Linked DNA regions of Oryzias latipes: region 1 is linked to region 2. The links are chromatin contacts, called in public Hi-C maps. All regions are on one chromosome and are shown on one strand. The core of a region is the stretch at or near the end of the contact, and the rest is flanking DNA. Distances in the headings are between cores, read along the strand shown. Region 1 has its middle 81 kb from the start of cgrp1. Region 2 has its middle 42 kb from the start of sox6b.

Region 1 (3,923 bases), core at 1,107-3,606, 150 kb after region 2:
TCATGGGGTTCACCTGTCAATCCCTCTATAAATCAATCATTATTCTCCATTGGACAATGCAAGCAGTTTTGAATTGTATAACGAAATTCAAAAAATGTGTTTGTAAGGAAAGAAGCTGAAACATTTTTGTTCCATTTCAAGTAAGATCCAGTTAAATGACACAACTTTAGGGCTCGCTTTGGGGTAAAAGTCTAAAATAATGCAGCATAATTTCTCCTATTGAGGGCACGGTGCAGTTATGGGGGAATATGTGTGTTAGTTGATGTTCGGGGGGCAGGATGCTGAAAGTAGATCTGATTATGTTCTGTGTTTGGAGAACCCCTGTAAACTTGACTGCTAATCAGCACCATATGCCAGCCCCTGGCCCTTCATTCTCATCTTGTCAGATGAAGTGGCTCCTAGACATGGCTCCTGACATGCCCTGGATTCAGCCACAGCAACTAGCCGCCTGCCTTGTACTAATGAGAGAAGTGGTGTATGCCGAAAAGTCTCTTGTACCCCAGAGAGGTTGACGGGGGACGATCAGAGAAGCCACAATCTGAGGCACATGACCTTTTTGATAGGGTGGAGGAAGTGGTGGCGATAGGCCGGCGTCAGCTGCAAATATTGCTCACCTGGCTCTTTTTATTGGGTATGGAAAAGAAGGCAATCAGTATCACTGGAGCAGTTCTTTGGGGGGGATTAGGGTTATTTGAAGTCAAAAAAAGAGATTTGAACCCAGGGTGACCTTTCAAATTTTAGTGACCTGGTTTCAAAGTTTGTGATAAACAGGAAAAGCCTGGTATGGTATGTAAAATTCGTATCAAATCAAGTGAATATAACTCCTTTGATTATCGCTTTGATAACCTTTGAGATTGTTAGGGGCTGATGCAATCTCGTTGATGTTAACTAGAGAAAAAAAATGAATCCAAAATGTTCCAAAGGGTTTGCAGTTTTGCAGCTTTGCACAGCCTCTCAAACTTCTGTCCAAGTCAGCATCTGCTCCTGTTTAACCAAAAAGCATAGCCAGTCTTTAGGGTCTGCTGACAGCATACCAGTTGTGACATGCCGACAGCACCACAGGGGTTTGACTGCTGTCCCTGTCCCCACTCAAACTATTTTTTTTTTCTTAACTTGTCCTGTCAAACAGCTGGGCAAACAGATGGGAGCTGAAGACCTCTTGTGTTGGACATACTTTACTTTAACAACAGGGGTTATGAATCTTCTGACAAACCAGATGTATGTCTGAATAGACCCCTTTTGTAATCGAGGCCAAACTTTATTCATTTTAATCGTATTTGAAAATCTTTTGTGTTGGACTGGACGGAAAAGGAAAGAAGGGAAGAAGAGAGGGATGTTAGAGAGGGGGGGATAAGAGGGTGATTATAGAGGGGGGTTGTAAAACCATGAAGCAGCATAAAGCCACAAGTTACACAAACTATTTTTGCCATAAGTGTCCAGGCGTTGCACATTTCGGGCTTCTGCATTCAAAACTCTCACGTTCACATGTTGCTATATGTATGTTTCCACAACTGCTTTTGGGATCTACTTACAAAGCAAACGGCCGCTCAACGCATGTAGAATGGTAAACCAGGTTTAACTGACCAAACATAGAATTTAGTAGTGACGTATGGCTTTTTAATTCTCAGAAGTGCCAACCATTGGAAAATCAATCATGGAGGAGAAATTAATAATTGCGGTTTGCGCCTGGCTGGGATTAGTCTCTCATATATTGGAATAGGAATAATACAGTTTTGACATTTCTCACCAAAGCTCTTCCAACTGTAGGTGGCAGATATGTGTTAGTAAACAGAAGAAAGAGAACAAGAAAAAGAAGTCCCTGTGATGCGTATTCAAGAACATTCAAGAACATTCAAGAACGTGCGCTACATGCCTGGTATAAACGTAGCTTGATACGTATGTTAAAACAGTAAGGGTTTACTCCTACTGGCCGTAAGCTCCATTACGGCTCACGCTCAATGCACCGCTGCATTGCTTTTGCCCAGGGTTCGGTGATCTGGCACACCTCTGCAAGGTGGGCCAGCGGTCAGAGCCCGGGACGGCACCAGAGCAACCACAGCTACAAAAAGACTTGCCCGATGATCTGCGGGCTGTTAGGAAACTCTTACAGATTCAGAAATGAATGAGATGCCTCGTAATTTAAACTGGTCCCTGACAGGCTGTTGTTGTGTTGGGTGAAATACTGAGATGAAAAGCACTATGTGATGACTCTGCAGTACTCCAACAATGCAATAAACTACAACAGCAAGATCCCAGAGGCCCTGATTGATATCTGTAATAGAGCACTTTGTCTGTTTGAACTGCTGTTTGTACTGAGTCCCAGTCTGGGGCTGCCTCTGCTTCTTTCATGCACTGTTGTCATTCAAAGTGACTGCAGCTTAGTGTATCTGTCAGCTGACTGGTTTCTCATTGTTTTACATGCTCTGAGACTATGCCTGTGAGAGACAGAGAGTGCTGGCCCCTCAGGCAAACATCATGTCAGCCAGCTTTGTTCTACAGGAAGCTGGGACTCCCTTCACTGCTGCTGCTGCTTGGCTCCTGTGCTAACTGGGGAAGTCTGTGAGATTAAATGTAAAACCCTGAATCTCGTACCTCCTAATGGTTTGTGACATCCACACTTTGCTGGGACTGCAACTGACGACACAAAGGAACAGCAACAAAGCAAACAGTCTGTGAAAGATGCTCTGCACAAAACACATGTACATCATTTTCTCTGACGGATGTGGGAACAGTCTCTGTGCATCCTTTAATAAATCATTAAAAATATGCTGAGTGGCACAACATGGGGGCAATTTTCTTGACAATGAAGGCGTGGGATTTAAGAATTTAAAAAAAGGAATTCAAATAGACTGTAACTACTCTATTTATTGGGAATGCGCTCCTGTTTTGACATAGATAGTAATAGTATATTAATGAAGGGCTTTATACTCCTCTATGAATTATTGAAGACAAGACCATAATCCCAAGTTAGTCAGTCAGTCCAGTCAGGGGGTTGTGTCCCCATGAGGGCAAGTCCAAAGCTCAACTTTCAGAGGAGGATGCAGTTGTAACATTGAGTAAACAAGTAATTAAGAAATATGAAGAATTGACAAAAATTAAGTTATCAAAAAGTGTGAAATGAAAAACAAAGACGTGAAATGGAAATGGCAACGTTGATGTCCAAAACAAAACAAAAGTAGAAAGGAAATAGAAAAGAGGGCTATGTGTACTTCAGTGGCCCCAGAGGGATGGAAGGAAAAAAGGAGACAGTCATATATGAAAAATGTCTGAAATGGTCATTATTATTTCATGCACATGCCTTTTCTTTGCTTGAAAAATTTAAGCCTCAGTGGGAGCATCAACATTGCACATGTCAAAAAATATATATAAAAAAGGAAAAGTTAAAGGACTAAAGATGACTTAAGTGGGAGAGGAGAGCGTATGCAAAACCCACATGTGTAACAGCCATAAGTAAACAGTGACTATGCAGTAAACTTGGCAGAACAGTGACATTTTTGAGTGCACAGCCAGCGCATTAAGCTTGCTCTTTTATTATCAGGTTGAGCAGATTGATTCGCATCTTTGTTTTTTTTTTGTTTTCCGGATTCTTCAGACCTCGTTGCATGAACCCAGACCTAAAGCATGGTCTTTTAAAGGTTTTTGAAAATATTAGAAGGTTTGAATTTGTAAAAAGGTGTCTCATAAGGTTTCAAAATATTGTTGACAGAGTGTGCCAACTAACTATCAACTGTATACATTTTGTCCAACAACACTCTTTTCCCATACCAATACACCAGAACAACCTACATTTTTGCATATTTTGAGGGTTTTTACAAAAGGAAAAGGAAAATAGAAAACTAAGGAGATTTTGAGTCTTGTGAACAAATGAAAGTTAAATTCAACACTCACTTTAAATCATACATCATGCTCATGAGAAATCACTG
Region 2 (4,067 bases), core at 745-3,244:
GGCGCATGAGGAGCGTGCAATGCGCGTTGGAGTCCGAGTGGTAAAAGAAAAATCCACTCTTTAGTGTCTGCACTCAGGGCAGGCATCATTTATGAATCATCATGTATGGATCAGAAAAAAACACGGGTATATAATGGGATTATTTTCAACATGCCACGTGGTTAAATTACCAAGTTTCTTTAAAAATGGAATTCTTGTGTCATAGCACACAAAAGTTGGTATTGATAAACTTCTTTCCTTCCTTTCTTTCTTAAAATTGACACACTGTGCGAAAAGTGTGTTCTTTTTCTTAGAAGGTAGAGATGCGCGCTGTAACGCGCGCCAAAGTGAAGGTCACCGCGCTGGTGTTGACTTGTGTGTGTTCTCCTTCACCTGGACAGAAAGTGGTAGAACTCGAAGCGCACCTCAGTACGAGTCGTTGTGTTCCACTTCTCTTTCTCTCTCGGCCCATCTCCAGTTCTTTGTCACTCCCCCCCTCTTCTCTCCCTCTCGCTCTTTATCTTCTTCTCCTCCCTCTTTCAGCTTTATTGCACTCTGCCGTTAACAATCAGAATTTCCTCCTGCTGTTTCCTCTCTTTGTAAGTAACTTTTTTTTCCATTTTTACATGAGTGTGTCTTTGCTTAGCTTTAAAAAATTATGAAGCTGCAAATTTATCCATAATAACTTTTCATTATATAAGTTGAGTCAACTCTTTTTTTCTTTTTCTACTGAATTATGCGGTTCTGGTTAAATTTTTTCAGTTTCATTCGGGCCTCCTAATCATCCTACTTGTCGGATAACCTAAAACACATGTTCAGTCAGTACAGTGGATAAATGCTGCGGTGTCAAAGCGGATCTTGTGCGTAAAAGTGATGCAACCTGTGTGCTTTATGCATTACATTTTATTTTGTAGTCAACGATGAAAACTTTTCTTTATAAAAATCAGTGTAAAATACCTACATAGTTTCATATATTTTACTAAAATTAGCAGAATTTATATTAAGAGTTTGTCTTTAATACATTTTTAAAGAAATTGTGCCTTCTTAAAATTGAGCCCAAACAAATTTCAAAATTCTTCAATTCCTTTTCATCTTGTATTGACAATATTTACACTTCTTTTAAATTCAGCTGTGTAAATTTTGAGGTAATATTTTAGGATACTTTTAAAAATAAAAATGATTGTCCTCCTCCTAAAATTTTAGATTTTTTTATGATAGCCTTGTAGGTGTCAGGGGATAAATAAAAGAAAATTTGGAGACCACATGATGATAAAATATTGCATTTATTTATGAGTGACATAAAAACCTGCAAAATGACACTTTTAAACGGTAATTCAAAAAAAGGAATTAAAAGGAAGTCTGGAAGATGTTTATTCATGCAAATAAACAGTTTTCGTCTCTTGTCAGGTCTAAAGTCCTCTGTCTGATCTCTGAAGGTTTTGCTCACCTGCGCGCGAAAATTCATTAGCTGTCCGCCTGTCTCCTCTTCAAAGAATGTGATTCCTAAATGTTTTCTGTCAAGTTGGAGAGGTGCGCTCTTAGAATAATAATAATAAAAAAAGAATAAAAATAATGTTGCTACAAGGAGAGTGCAGCTTCTCCTGGAGGAAAGGTTGCCCTTAACTTTGCATTTCCTGCGTCGCTTGATGCGTATTCGGGATTTTACGCACTCAAAGCGGGCAGAAACAATTATCCAGCCGGTCTCCACTTTTATGTCACATCTCTCTACCTCCCTCTCTTGCTCTCTCTCTCTCTCTCTTGCATCTTCTCTTGTCTGGGGGAGGAGGAGGATGAGGAGGAGGGGAGGAGGAGGAGAGGGGAGTCCTGCCTCTTTGCCTTCCTCAGATCAATGCCCTGGCCACTCACTTTCTGATGTTGCACGACGGGAAATGCTTTGAATACTTGCGACATGGCTGCGCGCATTGATTGCCGAGATTGACAGCCGCTCCACTCCTATAGTCTCCTCTTATCTGAGAGAAGAACATATAGAGCAGACAGGCGAACAACAAAAGATACTTGTAGTTTTTGGACAACTGAACTTCACGGAGAGTCTACGGGATCCCCCTCATACATGGCCCCGAGTGAGCCGAGTCAAGTTTTCGCTCAACAGATAGCTCAGTGATCCTTTTCACTTTTAGTTTTTGGATTTTTTTCCCATTTTTGTGAAGTTTTACTTAAGTTTAGAGTTGTTTTCGCACAGGGTGGGGGGAGAGGACGGATTCTTCACGACTCACATCATCAAGGTAAACCAGACTTTCTTTTGCTTTACTTTCCAGCGCGCAACGCTGTGCGCTCATTCCCACCTTTCAGAGATGACTCCTCCAAGTTAAAGCGTCCAGAGCGTCCTGCGCACACAAAATGGAATTTAAAAAGTACTTCGGCGTCAAATCCAACCACTTTTGTGAGGAGGGGGAAACTTTAACTGCGACTGTGATGCGCCGCTTTCATCAAAACAAGCCGAGCACATCATGCAGGACGACAGAGGCGCGTTAGAGGCGCTGAAAGCGAGGGGTTCCCGGTTCACACGCACAAACACAAAGAAGAAAAACAAAACAACAACTTACAGTTCTTTATTACGATCAACATGCACCTTCACCACAGCCAAACGTCAACCTCAAACACATTTTCACGTTTTTTTTACTACTTTTTTCCCCCGTTTCCAGCAGCGCTTCGCCGCGCCAGCATACGCTCTCAGCGCAGGGGCAGCTGCGTTAAACCAAAAACATTTTCACTAACCACACACGTTTGTAGCCTCTTATACAACCACCACATGGTCAAAGTTTCAAATCGCTTCTGTCTTTATGTGTTTCATAACTTTATTTATTCTGCTGTCGGTAGTTTCACTTCTGTCCACAAAGCGGTACCAACCATCATTGACAACGGCGTGCCCCCCTCTGACAGGCTTTCTGCCCCTCTGCGTAGGGCAAGTTCATTTGACACCTTTGAGTCTTTATCGCGCGCTTTAACTGCGTCTATCACATACTATACGGATATGTTGTCTTTAATTTTACTTTATCACTTACTTTTTTAAAGATAAAGTCACACTTTCATCCAGGCGCGCAGCTTGAGAATTTGCTCTTCCTCAACTTTTCACGGGGTCGAGGGAATTGACCTCTTAAGAATGCGTAAGCCATAAATTAAGTTCAACAATCGCAGGACTTGTCCATTTAAAGTAGACGGAGTCGATTTTCTTTTTCCATTTAAGCCGAAAACTTTTCGGCTTCAGCCCGTGCGCTCCAGGACCAAAGTTCTCTCTGTTAAACTTAGTTAAAGCGCGCGTGTTTTCCATAATTATTGCTGTTATTACAATCCAAAATAATCCCAATATGCTCTTCGCTTTCAACAGCGTGCATCAAACTAATGTTCAAATATAGCCCACAATTATTTTTAGATTAAAAAAACAAAACAAAACGTGATATTTATATTTTTTAATAAGAAAAAAAAACATTGCTCTTACATTTGTATGTTTTTCCATATGGAGGTTAACCTAATTGCAGACAGTTTTTTATACTTAACACTCTTTTCATTTTTACATTGGAACGAAATACAAAAATATGAGAAGCGCGGAGACAGTCTCTCTTCATTATAGGATGTTTCTCCAAATTAGACTCACTTAAGTGTACATTAGTGAGCTTTAACAACGCTATAATATAAACCTATTATGTAATTACAGGTAAAATCCAATTAATTAAAAAAAATCGGACTGATATACAGGTTATTGTCAAGCACATATGGCAGTTTCACGTTCTATTCTAATTTTTCCAAACTTTTTTGTTTTAATTATGACGCGTAAAATGTCTGCTTTCCGTGCGCAAAAGTCTGTTCCTAAAAGTTCTCCTGCCTCCTGCAGGGCAGTCCGTGAGTGTTATTGCGAGTCTCTCCATAAGGTTAGACGGTCCTGACGACCAAATGCGAGTCTAAATGGCACATTTATAATTAGACTGCTCATTCAGCACATTGTCCTGATTGCTTACAGGGACACCCGTCTCTCCCTGTCTCAGCCTGTGCTGCCCAGCGTGTGGCTCCCCCAAAAGAGCGAGGGAGGGAAGGGGGAACAGCGGCAGAAGTGATCAGCCTCTTCGTGCAAA

The links. Hi-C and Micro-C count contacts between places; a contact is called where the count stands out from the background.
Region 1: a contact with region 2 is called in a Hi-C map of gastrula embryo, with 1.6 times the contacts expected there. The contact joins two enhancer-like sites. A contact is called at or near these places in 4 of 5 Hi-C or Micro-C datasets (embryo, fibroblasts and gastrula embryo).

The regions. Positions count from the first base shown.
Region 1 is chr3:19,213,750-19,217,672 of ASM223467v1, forward strand. No RefSeq gene overlaps it. Among protein-coding and RNA genes, the nearest start is that of cgrp1, 81 kb to the right of the region's middle. Within about 2 kb of position 2,357, at least 3 of the 8 cell types and tissues checked have an H3K27ac peak or open chromatin away from gene starts, as enhancers often do. A contact at or near this core is called in embryo and gastrula embryo, where this site is marked.
Region 2 is chr3:19,062,202-19,066,268 of ASM223467v1, forward strand. No RefSeq gene overlaps it. Among protein-coding and RNA genes, the nearest start is that of sox6b, 42 kb to the right of the region's middle. Within about 2 kb of position 1,995, at least 7 of the 8 cell types and tissues checked have an H3K27ac peak or open chromatin away from gene starts, as enhancers often do. A contact at or near this core is called in embryo and gastrula embryo, where this site is marked.